Regions from separate parts of the Mus musculus genome. Here region 2 is linked to region 1. A link is a contact called in public Micro-C data. All regions are on one chromosome and are shown on one strand. Each heading gives the region's core, a stretch centred on a gene start, on an enhancer-like site or on the middle of the called end of the contact. The rest is flanking DNA. Distances are from core to core; before and after follow the strand shown.

Region 1 (3,859 bases), core at 455-2,954:
TTTTTATTTAAGAAATTGTAGTATCTAAAAAATAAGTGCAAATTCTAAAAACAAAGTTCATTTGGTCTTCATAACCAGTAGGATTTTATTTACAACCTGGGGCTCAGAAAAGGGCAGTGGAAGCATGCCTCCACAGACAATTAAAATAAAAGGATAAAATATTGTGAAATACACGTTAACACCATGTATTGACTACACATTAAAATTAGTTATCTTCAGGTCTGGAGTGAAGCTGGCCCAAGAGAGAACCCTGGTGTGGTAAGGAAGTAGAGCTGTAAGGTGACTCTCCCCAAGCCTTTGGAATGCTTGAGTGTATGTTCCAAGCCCCAGGTGGCAGACATGGAGTTGTAGGATTTCCTGTTTTCCTTGCTGGATTTTGGTTTTGCTTTGATATCATTTCACATTATGCTCTGATTCTTCCATTTGGAATAAGAACGTTTACTCTGCACCATTATATGCTAGCAGGTGTGTCATGTTTACAGCTTTATATGAGCTCACAGCTAAGACACTGGACTTCTTTTTTTTTTTAAGATTTATTTATTTTATATATGTGAGTACACTGTCGCTGTCTCCAGACACACCAGAAGACAGCATTGGATTCCATTACAGGTGGTTGTGACCTACCATGTGGCTGCTGGGAATTGAACTCAGGACCTCTGGAAGAACAGTCAGTGCTATTAACAACTGAGCCATCTCTCCAGCCTGACACTGGACTTTTGAAGCATTGTAATTCTCAAAAAGTATGGAGACCTTTGAAATTGGATGGGATACATGTTATATTATAACACCTTCATGAGCCTATGCAGACAATGGATGGAAAGTTATGGCTTAAAAGGTGATGTTTTGGGATGTCAAGTTGTCAGTTTGACAGATGTTATCAGGGAGAAGCATTCTGGGCATGCCTGTGGGAGGTTGCTTTATTGCTTTAACCGAGGTGGGAAGATACAGCTGCTGTAAATGTCACGGTTCTCTGCCTGGGAGCCTGGACCACATAACTGGAGGAGAGCTGAGCAGCAGCCGGCATGCCTTCGTCTGTCCACCCTGTCTCCTGACATACACTGGATGACTGGCAGCTCAAGTTCCTACTGCTTCCACTCCCCATGGTGAGCCAGATAAGCCCTTCCTCTCTTAAGCTGCTTCTGCCAGAGGATTTTATCCCAAGCTGTGATGCAATAGTATAGTGTTTCACTTCTGCAAGGCAAAAACATTTTGGAGGTTATTCCTTTGACAATAGGGTTTATACATGGCCTTTGTACACTGCATGCTTTGAATGACGGTGAAGATGATAAATCTTGTTATGCCTTTACCTACTGTAAAGACGGTAGTTAGAAAATGGTATATGAACAGCTGCTTACCTCCTCATCCCCTCTGCATGAGGGCATCAACAGCATCTGCATGGTCCTCACACACCAAGTCTAAAGATGTCCGAGGTGTCAAAATGCTTCATCTGACACAAGATGACAAATCTGACCTTCCCGACCTACTGTTCTCTCCACTCACATAGTTTCGATGAAGTCCGTCAGTCTCATCCCAAAAGCCAAACAAACATCTCGGTGTTACCCCAGTAACTCCTGCTCCCCGCTTTGCATCATTCAACAAGTCCACTTGTAAAATGTCTCTTGTCTCCCTCTGTGTGACCACCATCTTGTTCACAATTTGCCCCTCCGTGTTCTGCCTCACAACTGACCGTCTGCCACCAGTTTCCTGTTATGTGTTTGCACTTCCCTATTTCATTCAAAAACCCCAGCCAGAGAGGTATAAATTACACGACTGATCACTCCTCTATTTACTTTTTTAAACTCCTCCCAAATCTTGCCTAGGTAATTGCAAATGTGGCCAGCCTGCCTACTTACACATACCTTTCTGTTCTGCAGGCTGAAGAGAAGACTGGATTAAACCTGCCTCTATATCTGGCATCCCAGGCACACGCTCCGCAACTCCTTGGCTCAGCTGCTGCTGGCCCTCTGCGTTTTATAGGTCAGAGGTCTTCCACAAGCAAGCAGTGCTTGCCTCTCTGTAGAAATTCCCATTGCATCAGCCAGTGTTTTCTTCTTTCTTCTTTCTTTTTTTATTTTATGTATGTGAGTACACTGTAGCTGTCATCAGACACAACAGAAGAGGGCATTGGATCCCATTGTAGGTGGTTGTGAGCCACCATGTGGTTGCTGGAAAATGAACTCAGGACCTCTGGAAGAACAGTCAGTACTCTTAATCACTGAGCCATCTCTTCAGCCCTGCCAGTGTTTTCTTATTTGCCTGCCTTTGCCAGAAGATGCTGAGCCCCAAGATGAGCAGACTAGGTTCAGGTGTTTTGTTTGTGCTACAAAGATTCATTGGTCCAACATCCAGTGTAAAGCACCAAGTTAGATCTTCCCGTTTTAGACAGGTATGGAGTGATGTTTGTTGAGCTGGATTTAAGATCTTGGCAGTTTAATTAGCGTTCACTAACCGAAAAATACCTGCAGAATACGAGGTAGAAGTTTGAAATCCCATAAGAAGAGGAAGAAATGACCCACAGCCCTGCAGATGAAAAGCCTTGGAGAAAGAGAGTCAGGAGTCCAAGAGTTTGCTTCTGAGTCTGTGAGAATTCAGACAGTAGGTTTGTATTTTGGTTTAGAAAAACTTTTTTCTTACTTGTCTGGGTGGGAAATGTAAAGTATTGTAATGCCACTTGAGAAGTGTCTGGGTGTCTACCCTGGAAGTGGGCTCGAGCCAGTCCACAGTATGGCCAGGGAAATTGTTCCCCCTTCCTAACCAGTCTACTGCACCTCTCAGTAAAACAGGGATGAGCAAGGTTGCTTGACACGAGAGTTGTTCTGTTGACTGACATCTATGAAATCTCAGTCCGGATACCATCAAAACTCCCCGATTCATAATGAAGTCCCTGGAATCAACTTCCTTATTTACTTCTGAGACACTGTCATCTCCTACTGTTCATGAAACCAGTCTTGGAAGCACTGAGGGGCACCAAGCATTCCAGAATGAGTCAAGAGCATGGTCCAGATGCCAACTCCTCAGAAACAAAGCACTGGGTGGAAACAGCAGACTGGTACCTCCAAGGGAGTGGGGGTGGGGAGCTACCAACCAGCTGAAAACCCCAGAGAACCACTTAGTATAAAAGTTTCCTCATTTTAAAAACTTTATTTTATTTTTATCTTATGTATATGAGTGTTTTGCCTGCATGTATGTCTACGCAGTACATGAGTGTTTGGTGCCCATAAAGGCCAAAAAACAGTACCGAGCACCTTGGAACTGGTGTTATAGATGGTTGTGAGCCATCCAATGGGTGCTGAGAATTGAACCACAGACCCTCTGCAGAGAGCAAGTGCTCTTAACTGTTGAGCGTTAGTCTCTTCATTTTTAAGTGGGTCTAAGAGTAGTAATATAGTTGTTATAAGAATAGAATAAGCTTAGAATTGTACCAGGCTCATACTGACAGTTGCTGCCAAGTACCTCATTTAGGTTTTTCTGTTCTCTCCAGAATTCTTCAATAATGAAAGGGCAGCATTTTCAGTGGCAGTGGTTTGAGGCTCTTGAGTATCAAGTGTCTGTGAGACTGGTCCAGAAGAGTCAGAAGCCCATGGCTCAAGGTCCTGAAAATGAGTAGTTCCAAGTGTTCATTCAGTCCAGAGGCTGATGGCTCTGGGTCTGGCCTGACAGTATATCTGCACTCAACAGCCAGGGATCCATGCTGTCCTCATTAGTTTTATGTCAACTTGACACAAGATAGAGTCATTTGGGAAATGTCTCCATAAGATAGGTCTGTAAGACATAGCTGCAGTACATCTTCTTAATTAGTGTTGTTATGGGAAAACCCAGCCCAGTGGGTGGTGCCACTCCTGGGCTGGTCATTCTGGTT
Region 2 (3,748 bases), core at 515-3,014, 630 kb before region 1:
CTGACTAATGTCCTACGTTACAGAATCCACACCAATATTCATAATCCAGCCCAACTACGTATATGTACACGACTGCCTGCCTTCTGCTGCAGCAAAGCTGGATTCTGCATGTGTATGGCATTATTTATGCACTTAGATGCAGTGTATTGTAACGATTCATATCTATTATAGATTTAGTAAGACACGAAGGCATAAGTGGATTTAATCAGACATGTAATTATTTTTATGCCTCCAACTCAAAAATATGCGTAAATAAATTTATGGTTATTTGGCAATCAGTGAGAATGGTCTTTATAAATGTTGAAACAGCTGCTGGCAAACATATTTGCAAAAGAAAGAGGATGGTTCTTATCTTCCAACCAGCAAGCGATAAAGGGATGAGTTAGCTGGGAATGCACTGTCCTAGCTGTTAAATATTTGTTTCATCATCTTCAATATTACACAAACATGCATTCAACATAAGGAAACCTGGCATTTCTTTCCCTTTGTGGGAAAGGAGCTCATTTTCTCAGAGGAGCACATTTTCTCAGAGGAGAACCTTGGAGCACACCTATACGTTACAATGCTCTTATTTTCTAGTTCTGAGTAGCTGCTGTCATGCTGTTTGACTTCCACATTCCCGTTTATTCTGTCATTGGTGGTATCGTTCCGGATCTTGAGATGGAACATTCTCATTTGAAATAATGGGCTACGATGGCGTGCGCACTTCTGTCAAATATGTTGATTCTGGCGTCTGTTAGGGTTGCTGCTCTGACTTTCACAGTGGCTTTAAGACATTTGTAAAACTTTGCCGGGAAGGATAGTAACTGGCAATCTTCGAGTTAGCTGGTTATGATTACTTCTCTGTGTTGAAACATCTAATAAATTATGCATCTAAAAATGTAGATCTTGGACAAATACTCTGAGAAAAATCTAATTTTCTTGAAATATATCTTTTTTCATTCTCTCAAGTTTTCAGCTGAAATTTTGTGCTTTGGACTGTTGAGAAATTAATAGCATCGGCATCTGGTATCTTCTCTCTAACCTTCAGCAGAGAAAAAGCTTCTCAGAGCTCTCCTAATGTGTCAATTAGGACCTAGGCAGATTACTTCACGAGGAATTATGTATTTCATTTGTCTAGTATCAGGTATAAAAGAGTATAATATATTAAAGTAGGACACAACCAGGCACACTCGCGCGCTCAGGACTGGGATAGGCCATGTAAATAAAGCTGTCGCCCTGGCTTCCCAAGGTGAAGACTGTATCAGCCTGCGTTCTATGCTTATGATCATTTCCAATACTATCCGGTTGGGGTTAGTTAGCAGCCTTAGATGTCACGGTCACCCGACTTTTGTAAAATCATGGGGTTTCCTTTCATTCACGTATGTTGTTTCAGTGATCAGTAGTATTTCCAATAAATCATACACTAGCCAGTTGAAAGAGCTTCTGCCTGGTATGGGGGGGAAAAACCCTGCAAACGCGGCTAACTGATGCTTCGCCCGCTGCCCAGCTCGGCCGTGAGAGAAGCCGGGATCCTTGGAAAACCGCAGAGCGCCCTCTGTTGATGAAAAAGGCAACGCGCAGCGCGGGAGCGGACCCCAACCCTGTGGATCTGAAGCCACAACGCCGCGGTCGAAGAGTCCCATTTCTGACGTGGGAGAAAAAAATCCCGTTTAAAACTATAAGAATATTGATTTTTCTGGACACAGAAAGCACATATGACTGCAAGCTCCAAGAGAATGGTAGCATGGTAAGTATTTAAGTAGATACACGCACAAACATGCTCGTCTTTCAGTCTCTACTTGCCTAAAGCATTGGGTAAGGAGGCTTCTTTTCCTTCGATGGACACTCTACACGGGTTTGTTTCTATTCGTATTATTTGGGAACTGCCAGAAAACATGGCGTGAGCAATGATGCTAAATAGGTAGAGTCTACATTTCTTTTTCTTTCTTTCTTTTTTTTTTTAATGAAAGACTATAACTAAACCTCCTTTGAAAACACACACACACACACACACACACACACACACACACACACACAGCTACATCCCTTGACCTCCAAGAAGGAAAGACCAGAAAACAAAACCGCCACAACTGTTGACTTTTGCTGACTTTGGCTTAGTTTGTGTTTTATCACTTTCCAACTAAGTTCCAGCAAGCCTTTATAAAATAGTATACTGGGGTACAAAATTTTATTCGTGTGTGTGTGTGTGTGTGTGTGTGTGCGCGCGCGCACACGAAATTTAAAAGCAGTAATTCTATGATAAGAACTCTTCCGTTCTGTATTTCCATTTACTTCCTATTGGGTTGGGGAAGAAAATTAGTCTCACAGAAGTAACATCTTTACATTTTAAGGTCACTGCATATGCTAATTAGTTTTAAAAGCATAGTTGTTTTAGGATACCTTGTTCTGCCCAGCTTTTAGGTAGCAATTGAAAACGTTGCGTTCTTGACTTCCAGTTGTTGGGTGTTACAAACGTTTCTGAAAGACTGTATTCGGGAACTTGTTCAGACATACTGATGGCACAGGTGCTTATTAACCTAAAGCTGAGTATTTACAGCCACAGAATTAACTTGAGTTTGTGATTTGATTGCAATCTTTAATTCCTTTGTCTTAAAAGAAGACTTCTCTTTCTTGTAAGTTTCCTTTTCAAATTCAAAAAAGGAATCCAGAGACAAAATATTAGGCCTTGCTAAGAGAGTCACCAAGAAGGAAGGGAGGAGGGATGTGGAGAACTCTCAGAGTCGTTGCCAGCAGCCACGAAACTCGCCCAGATAAATCGCTCGGCGCACATTTTGATTTTTCCTCACAAAGACAATAAGAGTTTTAAAATAATATGCCTTTAGATTTTTCCTGTATCTTCCATCTTCGGCTATTTGAAGTCCCTACATGAATTCGATCACGCTCAACAGGATTTGTTCACTCAAGATGGGGCACAGGTGCTGAGGAAGTAATTTATGACCAGAGCCAGAATCCTGAGCTGAAGCTAACAGTGGGTACAGCAGTGCCTGGGAGGCTGTTAACATGCAAATCCCCACGAAACAGATGAAAACTGACAGACTTGGTGTCGTTCGGAGATTTCAGCCCACCCCAGTATTCAGGGGAACTGCAAACAGAGGAGGGCGAGACACTGCCGGATCCCAGGCTGGCCAGAGCATGTGCCTGGGACACCCTCTGACTTTTCCCCATATTATATCAGCATTAGCCCTAGTACTTTGATATGGTAAGCTTTAGGCTTTTTTTTTTTAATCAATATACATTTTATTGGGAATAGGATTATGCCATTTCTTTTTCAGACAGTAAAATTACATGAAAATGGTGTATACCGGAAACAACCCTGATAAACATGTAACTTTCCCCCATTGCTTATGAGCAGCTGAAGATGAATCAGAGTCTCAACATTTTGAAGTGAAAATGAGAAAGATGATTTTCTTTTATTTCTGTTTTTTAATTGAGATTTGAAAAGTCAGCTACATTTACTCACAAATGGAAAATTTAGTTTAAAAAATCATAAATCAGCTAAACTCAATTTATATGATAAAAAGGTATTTAACAGTTTAATGCTTCCCCTTTCCCAAATAATTTTATCCTCACAAATTGCATTGTAAAATAATTTCATGCCACTGTACAATATTTTAAGCACTTCATTTTAAGAAACACTAAATATTTTAAAAAGTAGCCCACCAGAGGGCAGTCAGCTTTTAGTCTAACGTGTTTGAAATGAATTTATTGGTGTGGTTGGTTGGATTTTGAATTAAAATCACATTAG

What was found. Hi-C and Micro-C count contacts between places; a contact is called where the count stands out from the background.
Region 2: a Micro-C map of the AtT-20 cell line shows a contact between it and region 1, with 3 times the contacts expected there. The contact joins two enhancer-like sites. A contact is called at or near these places in 1 of 39 promoter capture datasets (the 3T3-L1 cell line), 3 of 15 datasets of contacts at CTCF or cohesin (hippocampal excitatory neurons, large pre-B cells and pro-B cells), 89 of 484 Hi-C or Micro-C datasets (the 3T3-L1 cell line, 3T3-L1-derived adipocytes, the AML12 cell line and 57 more) and 6 of 115 datasets of contacts at active chromatin or transcription factors (astrocytes, embryonic basal ganglia, embryonic forebrain and 3 more).

What each region holds. Positions count from the first base shown.
Region 1 is chr12:117,829,621-117,833,479 of GRCm38.p6, reverse strand. No RefSeq gene overlaps it. Among named protein-coding and RNA genes, the nearest start is that of Cdca7l, 12 kb to the left of the region's middle. Within about 2 kb of position 1,704, at least 36 of the 459 cell types and tissues checked have an H3K27ac peak or open chromatin away from gene starts, as enhancers often do. A contact at or near this core is called in the AtT-20 cell line, where this site is marked.
Region 2 is chr12:118,455,732-118,459,479 of GRCm38.p6, reverse strand. No RefSeq gene overlaps it. Among named protein-coding and RNA genes, the nearest start is that of Gm25577, 47 kb to the left of the region's middle. Within about 2 kb of position 1,764, at least 12 of the 459 cell types and tissues checked have an H3K27ac peak or open chromatin away from gene starts, as enhancers often do. A contact at or near this core is called in the AtT-20 cell line, where this site is marked.